2 separate regions of the Mus musculus genome follow, and region 2 is linked to region 1. A link is a contact called in public HiChIP or PLAC-seq data. All regions are on one chromosome and are shown on one strand. Each heading gives the region's core, a stretch centred on a gene start, on an enhancer-like site or on the middle of the called end of the contact. The rest is flanking DNA. Distances are from core to core; before and after follow the strand shown.

Region 1 (5,238 bases), core at 34-2,533:
CCGGGCCCAATCCCCAGTACTCCCCACCCCCAGATTATCCTTCTATTCACCCCAAAGAATATCTGCAATTTCTGCTCTGAAGTCAAGTTTCAGTGGCTACTGCCCTGGAGGGGAGGAGGCTGCCACAGTGGTTGGTGGATAACGTTTATGTTGAGTCCAGCTTGGCCATGGTAGGGACAGAATGACATGGTTACCACCCCTCGAACAGAGCCAGTAGGCCATGGGCCTCCATGAGTGTTGATGTGGGCATAAACCTTGTTTGTATAATAATAATGTACATATTTTCATGCTCCTTCTTCAGGGAATGTCCTCTCTGCCAAGGCTCATGACTCCATGATAATCAGAGACAGCATGAGTCTGGGAGGCGAGGGTGTGTCTAATGTCTCAGAAAAATGACAGAACACTGTGAACTTCAGTACAGCCCTTATGGCTGTGAGAAAGAACTCTGAAAACATGAGTTCAAAAATACATAATTTCTCAACTATGTAAAATATAAGGATGCAATATAAATTTTATAAGGAGCTTCACAGATCTAAAGCAACAGAGGCAGCTGTACTATGAGCCAGCTTGTCACAAAGATACTAAGGAAGGAGATACAGAGTTTTAGGGAGTGGTAATTGCAAGGCAAGGTAATTGCAAGGAAACCCAGCTAAGTTTCCTTTCTTTCTTCCTTCCTTCCTTCCTTCCTTCCTTCCTTCCTTCCTTCCTTCCTTCCTTCCTTCCTTCCTCCCTCCCTCCCTCCCTTCTCTCTCTCTCTCTCTCTCTCTCTCTCTCTCTCTCTCTCTCTCTCTATTTTTTTTTTGAGACAGGGTTTCTCTGTATAGCCCTGGCTGTCCTGGAATTCACTCTGTAGACCAGGCTGGCCTTGAACTCAGAAATCTGCTTGCCTCTGCCTCCCAAGTGCTGGGATTAAAGGTGTGCACCACCACTGCCCTGCAGTTTTTTCTTTATGCTTACAAAGGCAGGTAGATTCCTGATTTCAAGGTCAGCCTGGGACAGAGGGAGTTTAGGTCCATACCCAAGCATGGTAAGAATGATAATTTCAGATGGAGTCCCACTTAGCTAGCTTATTATCTGTGCTTTAAAAGGACAGGTAGATCTCTAAATTCTTTTACAATATAAAAAAAATGTGTTTTCTGTCTCTTAAAAAACAAGAGGCTGGGGTCCTGGAATGCTGATTTGTGAGTCAAAAGGGAACCTGGAGTAAATGACTGAATTGATATGTAAATAAAAGACCAGGCTTGGTCTGTGAGCTGAGCTATCTGGAAGAGCTGTCAGGAGATATCCAGAGTTTTTTGAATTGCATTAAAAGGCTGTCTTGAGCAGAGAGCTGTCTGGAGATCTCCAGAGAAAGCTGATGTGAGTGTGTGTGTTTGTGTTTGTGTGTGTGTGTGTGTGTGTGTGTGTGTGTGTGTGTGTGTGTGTATGTAGGGGAAGGGAGGGAGAGAGGGAGGGGGAGGGGGAAAGAGACGGGGAAGGGAAAGGCAGAGGGAGACAGAGGGAGAGGGAGAGGGGAAAAAGAGAGAGAGAGAGGGAGGGAGAGAGAGAGAGAGAGAGAGAGAGAGAGAGAGAGAGAGAGAGAGAGAGAGAGAGAGAGAGAGAATTTATATCCAGAATTCTAGCACCCTTAGATAGTACTCCGTGTTTCCTGGGAGATGTGAGCCCTTGTATAGTGAGACCTCTTCTGATGTGACTTCAATTTCCTTCTGTTTGTTTCCACCAGCTTCTCTGTATTCATTATGCTGTGTCTTGGTGTGAATTTAATTTTAACCATTCTACTCAGGACTTGACTTCTTTCTTGACATAAGTGCAATGTCTTTCAAATATCTGGAAAATTCTCATCTACTTGCTTTTTGAAAAAAAAAAAAGTCTTTAAGTCTTCTCTTTGTTCTCATGTTTGAAATTTTTTTAGATTTTGGAGTCTCTCATCTCTATCTATTATCAATCAATCTATCATCTATCTATCCACCTCTATCTATCTGTCCATCTATCTATCTGTCCATCTATCTATCTGTCCATCTATCTATCTGTCTATCTATCTATCTATCTATCTATCTATCTATCTATCTATCTATCTATCTATCTACCTATCTATCTATCTATCTACTTATCATCTACTGATCTGTCACCACATTTTTGTGTTTTGTTTTTTTGTGTGCATGTGTGTGTGGGTGGCATATGTGCATGCATGTCATTGAGCAGGTTCAGAGTCCAGAGGAGGACTTTGGGTGCCCCCCTGTGTCATTCTCTTTCCTATTCACATGAGACAGATCTCTCACTGAACCTGGAGCTAGGCTGGTAGCCAGAAAGCCTCAGGGAGTCTGCTGCCCCCATCTACACAGTGCTGGGGTTACAAGCATGACAATGTCAAGCTTTTCCCGTGGGTGCTGGAGACTTAAACTAAGGTCCTTGTGCTTTGCCGAGCCATTTCTCCAGGTTGACATTTCTATCTCTTTATCTCTCCAAGTAGAAGGCACCCAGGTTAATGGGGCAGAAGCAGCTGGGGTAGTTGAGACTTCACTTGCCTCACTTTCCTCACATCGCTGTGCACTTCTGTCTCTGCCAGGGAGGACACATGCTTTGTATATGCTGTTGCCTCTAGACTTCTGTGGAGTGTGTGGCACAGCAGATCCTTATGTTGTGGACTCCTGGGATCTGGGGCAATGGGGATGGTCAAAGTCCTTGGTTGGCAGGACCATCCTGCAGTTCTGCTGACCATTCAGTTTTCTTTGTCAAAAGACTTCTTCTTCTTCTTCTTCTTCTTTTTTTTTTTTTTTTTTTTTTTGAGGCAGGGTCTTACTCTGTACTCCAGGCTGACCTGAAACTCCTATAAAACCTCAAACCCATAGTAATACTCTTGTGTCATTCTCCTGATTGTTGAGATTATAGGCAGGGGCCACTGTGCATCCCTATCATGTATTTATGGGTGGATATATTCTGTCCACACAATCACCCTACAGGACTTAACTTCTTCTTCCTTTTTTCTTCTTCCTTCTTTCCTTTCTCCCTTTCTTCCTCCCTCTGTCCTTCCATTCCTTCCTTTCATCCTTCCTTCTTTCCTTCTTCCTTCCTTCCTTCTCTTCCCCCTTCCCTTCCTCCTTTCCTTCCCTTTCTCCTTCTCTCCCCTTCCCTCCCTCTGCCTTTCCCTTCCTTCCTTCCTTCCTTCCTTCCTTCCTTCCTTCCTTCCTTCCTTCCTTCCTCTCCCCCTCCCTCCCTTGCTCCCTCTCTCCCTCTTTCTTTCTTCCTTCCTCCCTCCTCCCTTCTCTCTTTCTCCCTCCCTCCCCTCTTTCTTTCTTCCTTTCTTTCTTTCTTTCTTTCTTTCTTTCTTTCTTTCTTTCTTTCTTTCTTTCTTTCTCTCTCTCTCTCTCTCTCTCTCTCTCTCTCTCTCCCTCCCTCCCTCCCTCCCTCCCTCCCTTCCTTCCTTTCTTCCTCCCTCCTTTTCTCTCTTTCTTCTTTCCTCCCTCCCTCCCTTTCTTCCCTCACTCTCTTCCCTCCCTGCTCCCTCCCTCTTTCATTGTTATCATTGTACATTGTGTATATGTGTGCTGGTGTGGTGCATGTGTGATGTCGTGAGTGACTTTGCTTATGTGTCAATGCCAGAAGACTGTCAGCTGTCTTCCTTCATTGCTTTGTATTTTCCATTAAGACAGGCTCTCTCACTGAACACATTGTTTTGCCTGGCTGATGAGCTCCTAGGATCTGCATGTCTCTGCCTCCTAGTGCTGGCCTTACAGATGCATGTAGCCATCACTGGCTTTTTATGTGGGTGCTGAGAATTCAACCTCAGGTCCCCATGAGCCAACCCCCCAGCCTCCTCCAGGCTTCACCTTTCCTTCTCTCTTTGCTTCCTACTGCAGTGCCTGGGTGCAGAGACACAAGAGAGTCAGCTGCAGGGTCTTCTAGTCTCGATGAGGGGTGCAGTGAGATGGCAGATTTGGCTCCTCGCAGATTCCAGGGGTTCACTCTTCCTTGGCAAGGCCATCCAGAGCACAGCTCCCACAGTGTCTGCAGTACTCAGCAGCCTCTGGCTCACGGGCAATCCCCACAGAGAGCTTGTTTGGAGACTGCAATGGGACTTGAGGGATCAAGAGTTGAGTTTATAGAAATACGTGTAGGTTTGGGTCCCAAGGGACAGTGTGCCTTACTGTTTTAGGGTAGGCTGAACCCCTTTCCCATGTTGTATCAGTCATTTGCATCTGCTACATGTTGTGTTTAAAAAAAGGAAACTAGGAGAGAAACGGACTGGGAAAATGAGTTGAAGGAGGTGAGGGAGGTGGTTTAGGGAGAAGTGAAGCTAAGGAGGAGTCAAGATGGAGGTGTGCAGCAAGCTTGTTTCCTTCCGTATGGGAGGAGGTCTTGAACACAAGACACATTACCTTGCTTAGTTCTCTGAACAGTGAACAAAAAGCTCAGAGAATAAGTGATCTGCGGGATATCACACAGCTACAAGAGGCAGAGGTGAGATTTGAACTTCAAAAATTCACCATATGACTTTGATTATTTCCTCCATAAAGTTGGTTCAGACTACACAATTCCTTCTCACAAAAGACCCATTCCCATCAAGAGTGATGTACACCCTCACCCCAGGATCTGGTGAGCACAGCACTGTATACAGCTCTAAGCTGAGGAGAAACAGGAGGCTGGAGGACCATTTGTGCTGATAAATTGATTTTTTTAAAAAATGTCCACATGCTGCTGGATTACAAGAAATGAGCCAGGCCCACTTCTGCCTGAGGAGTCTCTGGAGAGGTTTTTGGAAGCCCCTGTTGCCAAGGCAACCGAGGCAACCTCTGGAAGCACAACATCCTGTACGAATTTCGGTCTGCCCAGTCCCAGATGGTCACCTGGACCAGCCTTTCTTGTTGTCCTTTTTGGCCAGAAAAGAGGTGGAGTGCAGCAGAAAACTGCAGGCTCCTCCTGTTCTGGGAATTTGTTCCTGCCCCTCACTTCTGTCTCACCCAGGGTAAAGGTGGGATCCTTGAGGCATGAAGCTTGTAAGGTCTGGCTTCTCAGGGCCACTTCCTCAGGCAGGGACAAACTCCAGCCCTAGCCCAGGGCCTTTGAACTTGATGTGCATTGTTGCTCTACTCTCCACTGGGTAAGCTTTGCCTTCTCTTATCAGCTAAGCTCATTCCAGCTTTCCTTCTGTGTTTGCAGATATGCCACATTCTCTGCTTTCTCTGAATGTTAACACTGTCTTTTTTTAAAATTATTTTTTTTAGATTGTAACATAACTTC
Region 2 (4,698 bases), core at 1,771-4,270, 680 kb after region 1:
CTCACAGGTTTGGTATCCCTAGGAGATCTAATGACCAATCACCCATGGGTATAGGCAGGCCACTGTATCTTCCCAAATAGTCAATTTTGATTTGCAAAGAATTCTACCAGAGGATCTACCTCACATATCAGTATTACTTAGATCTGATACATGTGGTGAAGAAAAAAATGTACTAAACTTAAAAATTTTTAAGCATAAACCAGAGCAGGCTATATAAAATTACTAAGAGAACTTACCTGCCAACTCTTTAATAACTTCTTCTCTATTCATATGGCTATTGTTTCGAGATTTGTATACAATCTGAAATGTCCCTTTGTTTGGGGCTTTAAACCAGGGTTCCAGAAATGTTTCTGCATATTTTTTCATATCTTCTAAAAAAGCTTTACATGTGCCTGAGATGGGCAGCATTCGTAGAATAACCCTTGTCTTCTTTTTCTTGGTTTTGTACATATCCTGGAGAATATGATGCACTAATTTCTCAGGTTCTAAGAGAAAAAGGGGAAAAAAAAAGAAGAAACACAAGAAAAAAAAGAAAAGAAAAAACAAGACTTTTTTGTTTTTATTTTCCATCCATCTAGTATTTCTCAAGATCCTACCAAATATAAATGTTGATAGTCTCGGAATCAAACTTAAACCACAACACCTTACTGTTGTCTTCTTGTAATACAAATTAGAGTAACAAGCATTACACAGCATATTTTTACAAAAACAAAATCTGTAACTTAAAGCCCTAATTCATTAGTTAAGGAGTACAGAAGTCCAGCTCTCAGTTGGGAAAGAATCCCAGCACACAGAGCACCGTGTGACACGGTGATTCACTGGCTACTTCCCAACTAACACATCTGCCCAAGACAACAGTGCTAATATTTCCAAATTAGTGACCACATTTGAAAGTCAAAGGAATTCTATTTCCAGGTTTTAAGTGGATCAGGCCCTCTATTCCTAAATGGTAACTACCTGGAACTAAGTAGCAGCTGCTCTTTTGAGACAGAATACACGCTTTCACTCTGCCTTGAGTTACTAAAGGAAGGATGCAGCACAGCCAGGTCCCTACCCTTACCCAATGCTCACCACCCTCCACCACTCTACATTGTTAGGAAACTAAAATGGCACCCCTTCCACAGTGTGGAGTAAGAAGCAAATTCCCTGAGTGTGGTATGTGTCATCTGAAAACCTTTCCAAAACCTTCGGAAACTGATATACTGTTGATGGAATGTGGAAACGTTCCACAGAATAATTAACAGCTATACCTGGGGAGCCGTTGTCTAGGCAGCATCTGCTAAGACAGAAATGCCCAGATACTATGGGATTGATGATCTTAGGGCTGTCAGTCAGACATACCTATCCCAAGCGTCCTGATGAAGACTACATTATTCGCTCCACTCTCCACTGACTGGAATCTTCTCAGCCTCTTCTCTGTAGAAGCCTTAATGTCACCAACTTCTTTCTTCAAGGCAGCCTCTGCATCATCGTCTTCTCCCTCACTTCCAGAGGGCTGCTGGTCCTTGTCTATAAACTGTTTATATAAAAACCAACAGGCAAAAATTACAGAACACCTCATGTTCAAATGCTGTAATTAACTACTTATGTGAAACCCCCAGTGGCAGAGGTCTCAATGTTGACAAATAAATTTCTTTATTAGATTAATAAAATACAACTTCCAAAATGTACATTAAGAAATAAATTCCCCGGGCTGGTGAGATGGCTCAGTGGGTAAGAGCACCCGACTGCTCTTCCGAAGGTCCGAAATTCAAATCCCAGCAACCACATGGTGGCTCACAACCACCCGTAATGAGATCTGATGCCCTCTTCTGGTGTGTCTGAAGACAGCTACAGTGTACTTACATATAATAGATAGATAAATAAATAAATAAATTAATTCCCTGTGTGTGGTATGTGTCATCTGAAAATGCTTTCAGACCCATCTGGATAGTGGCAGGCAGGCAATGTGGCTGTGATAGGATTAGAACCAAATGTATGAGAGAACTAAATAAAATCCCTTACTCCCACTATAAGAAAGAGAGCACACAAAGCAGTGGCCGGTGCTTGCAATCCCTACACCTGGGGAGCTGAGGCCAACCTGAGGTAGCCAGCAAAGTCTTCTGTCAAAAACAAAAGGGGCTCCACAAAAAGGGAACTTGCACGAGGCACCAGCATAGACAGGGTCCTGTCCTACCAAGGTCATTTTCAATCAGGTAATAAAAATAATTGTGTACACTGAAGGAGCCTTTACAAATTCCTATTCTGCCCCCCTCCTCTCTAGTAGTGGGGCCTGCTACACTATCTTTCTCCACACTTCAGAGTGTGCAGGTGTATCCGGGATCTAAGCCAAATAATATTGGGGCTGCCAAACCGCCATAGGATGAGATCTGAAATGTATTTTCAAGGGCACTTGGAAAATAGCATCCCTTTCACTATCTCAGATCTTAGCTTGTAGCAACTTCGCACTGACGCGAGAGGTACACATCCGAACGGGTTTTAGCACACTCCCTGGTCCACAGAAGGCAATCGAGACGTGGGAGTCACTGTCGTTAGTGATGTCAAGAAAGCCTAAAGAGCCAGCCCGGAGGCCCACGCCCACCAGGCACATGACCGCAATAGTAGCCACTTTAGGGGCGGGAAGGTAAGCGGGGTCATTCAAGCACTGTACTGGCGCTTTGAAGCAACTGCCGCCTCCGCACCCCAGAAGAGCCCACGGGCGGCTCGCTCTCCCCAAGGCTCGTACCTTTTCCGGCCCGTACATGTCGTCGCCGTACTCGTTGAGCAGGCTGTAGGCCTCCTCCACGCACTTGCGCTCGTTCATGTTGCAGGTGATGAGGATGCCCTGCAGGCCGGGCTCCAGCTGCCGCGGGCCGCCTGCGTCACCGCGTCGGGCCCGCTTGGCCGGCAGGAACTGGGATTTGCCTTTGCGCTTTCCGGCAACAGGCTGAGGGGACTGCTGGGCGGTGGTCGCCATGCTTCCTACTATCCACGTTCCTTGGCGTCTTCGTCTGCGCGGACGCGGGGTGATTGCGTCACACGTACGCGACAGTTTGCCCAAGCGGTCCTGCACGCCGCCTTCCGGTGGCTCCGGTGCCGCCCAGTCCTCGCATAAAGTGACAACAGCTTCCAAGTGGGCTCTGGACGTAAACGTAGATTTTGAACTCCAGCAGAGTGTAAAACGTGCTCACAAAGAAATGGTTTATTTACCCGTTCATATTTGTTTGTTTTAAAGTTAAGGTTTATCGTGCTAGTCGCTGTTTAAAGAACGGAGGTCGTGCCATCAGCAGAACATGACATTTATTGTCCTTATTAGGTTTCTCAGGAGTCACTGGAGTCTACCATATTACCATGAGGAACAGAAGGGACTCAGTGAAGGCAGACCCTGGCACCGTGAGAGCATTAAACACTAAGTTGTAAAATGTGTCTATATTAATACTAGAGCTACTGTATTCATCTCTTTCTCCTTGCCTCTGTTAGACACGGATGTCCTAACATGTGAGAGTGACCAATTGGTAAGATGTTCTGCATACCCCTGGTTTTGACAGGAACGTTACATTTCTTGCTTCTGAACAAAACGATTGAGACAAAAGCAGTTTTGTTCCAAAAAGATTATCTCATCCACACACACACACAATGTGTGATGGATTGTAGAAGTAACTCAAGAATTTAAAAAAAACCTCTTTCTGGACCAACAAGCCAACTCAGCTGGAAAAAGCATTTGCTCCCAAGTCTGAAGATCCCAGGACCCCACATGGTGAAAAGAGGGAAGCCAACTTGGCAACTGTCCTCTAACAGCCAGGTGTGCTCATATACACACATATACATGGGCTTAAACACTCTGAAACATCCTGGTTTAGGGATGCAGTTTAGCCCCTGTGTCCCTGATCCATCAGTATCACCCTGAGTACATTTTGTCATCTGTTTACATCCTTACTGAGATGGACATTTGAACATGCACTAGGCTCCCAAGTCTGTGCTGTTGTCCCTGACTGGTTGGTTCTTGCTGCCTAATTCAAATAAAGATCATGCTTTGCTGGACCCTTGTGCCTGCTTGGGTGGTTTGGATTTTAGAACCCTAACACACATGACAGTAGGGTTAATTGGAGAAGTGATGTTCCTGATTAGGAAAAGAAAGGCTGATGTCAGTGCCCAGTGGAAAGGTGGCCCAGACAACCCTGGGTTGATGGGAATGCCCGGGAACCATGAAAGGTGCTCTCTTTTGGTTTACCTACAAACTTCATCCAAGTAATAGGGGAGAAGAAAAGATAACCGTTTAAGAAAAATAGGGCCAGGTGTGGTGGCGCACAGCTTTAATCCCAGTACTCGGGAGGCAGAGGCAGGCATATTTCTGAGTTCAAGGCCAGCCTGGTCTACAAAGTGAGTTCCAGGACACCCAGGGCTATACAGAGAAACCCTGTCTCAAAAAAAAAAAAAAAAAAAAACCAAAAAGAAAAGAGAAAAAAAGAAGAAGAAGAAAAGAAAACAAAAGAAAAGGAAGATAGAGTGTGACATACCTACCTGGATCTTAGTATAGCTTAGATAGTATAGTATAGATCTTAGATAGAGAATAGAATAGATAGATCTCAGCTAGTGTTTTATAGTAATTAAGTGGAAAGCCTAACACCCTGGTCCCCACATAGGAAAACTGAAGCCTAGAACTTGGAATTTCAGAGAAAACTAAGAATAAACTCAGTCCATCACAGGAAACCAACTGGT

Evidence for each region. HiChIP or PLAC-seq counts read pairs in DNA pulled down with a chosen protein or histone mark.
Region 2: a contact with region 1 is called in an H3K27ac HiChIP or PLAC-seq map of embryonic stem cells, with 4 times the contacts expected there. The contact joins two enhancer-like sites. A contact is called at or near these places in 1 of 484 Hi-C or Micro-C datasets (embryonic stem cells) and 1 of 115 datasets of contacts at active chromatin or transcription factors (embryonic stem cells).

Annotation. Positions count from the first base shown.
Region 1 is chr7:119,036,553-119,041,790 of GRCm38.p6, forward strand. No RefSeq gene overlaps it. Among named protein-coding and RNA genes, the nearest start is that of Gprc5b, 44 kb to the left of the region's middle. Within about 2 kb of position 1,284, at least 6 of the 459 cell types and tissues checked have an H3K27ac peak or open chromatin away from gene starts, as enhancers often do. A contact at or near this core is called in embryonic stem cells, where this site is marked.
Region 2 is chr7:119,717,786-119,722,483 of GRCm38.p6, forward strand. Thumpd1 (THUMP domain containing 1) reads right to left here. Exons shown (of 5, transcript NM_145585.3): 2 at 2,726-3,119; 3 at 1,342-1,516; 4 at 237-485. The coding sequence starts at 2,956. Among named protein-coding and RNA genes, the nearest start is that of Thumpd1, 3.5 kb to the right of the region's middle. Within about 2 kb of position 3,021, at least 339 of the 459 cell types and tissues checked have an H3K27ac peak or open chromatin away from gene starts, as enhancers often do. A contact at or near this core is called in embryonic stem cells, where this site is marked.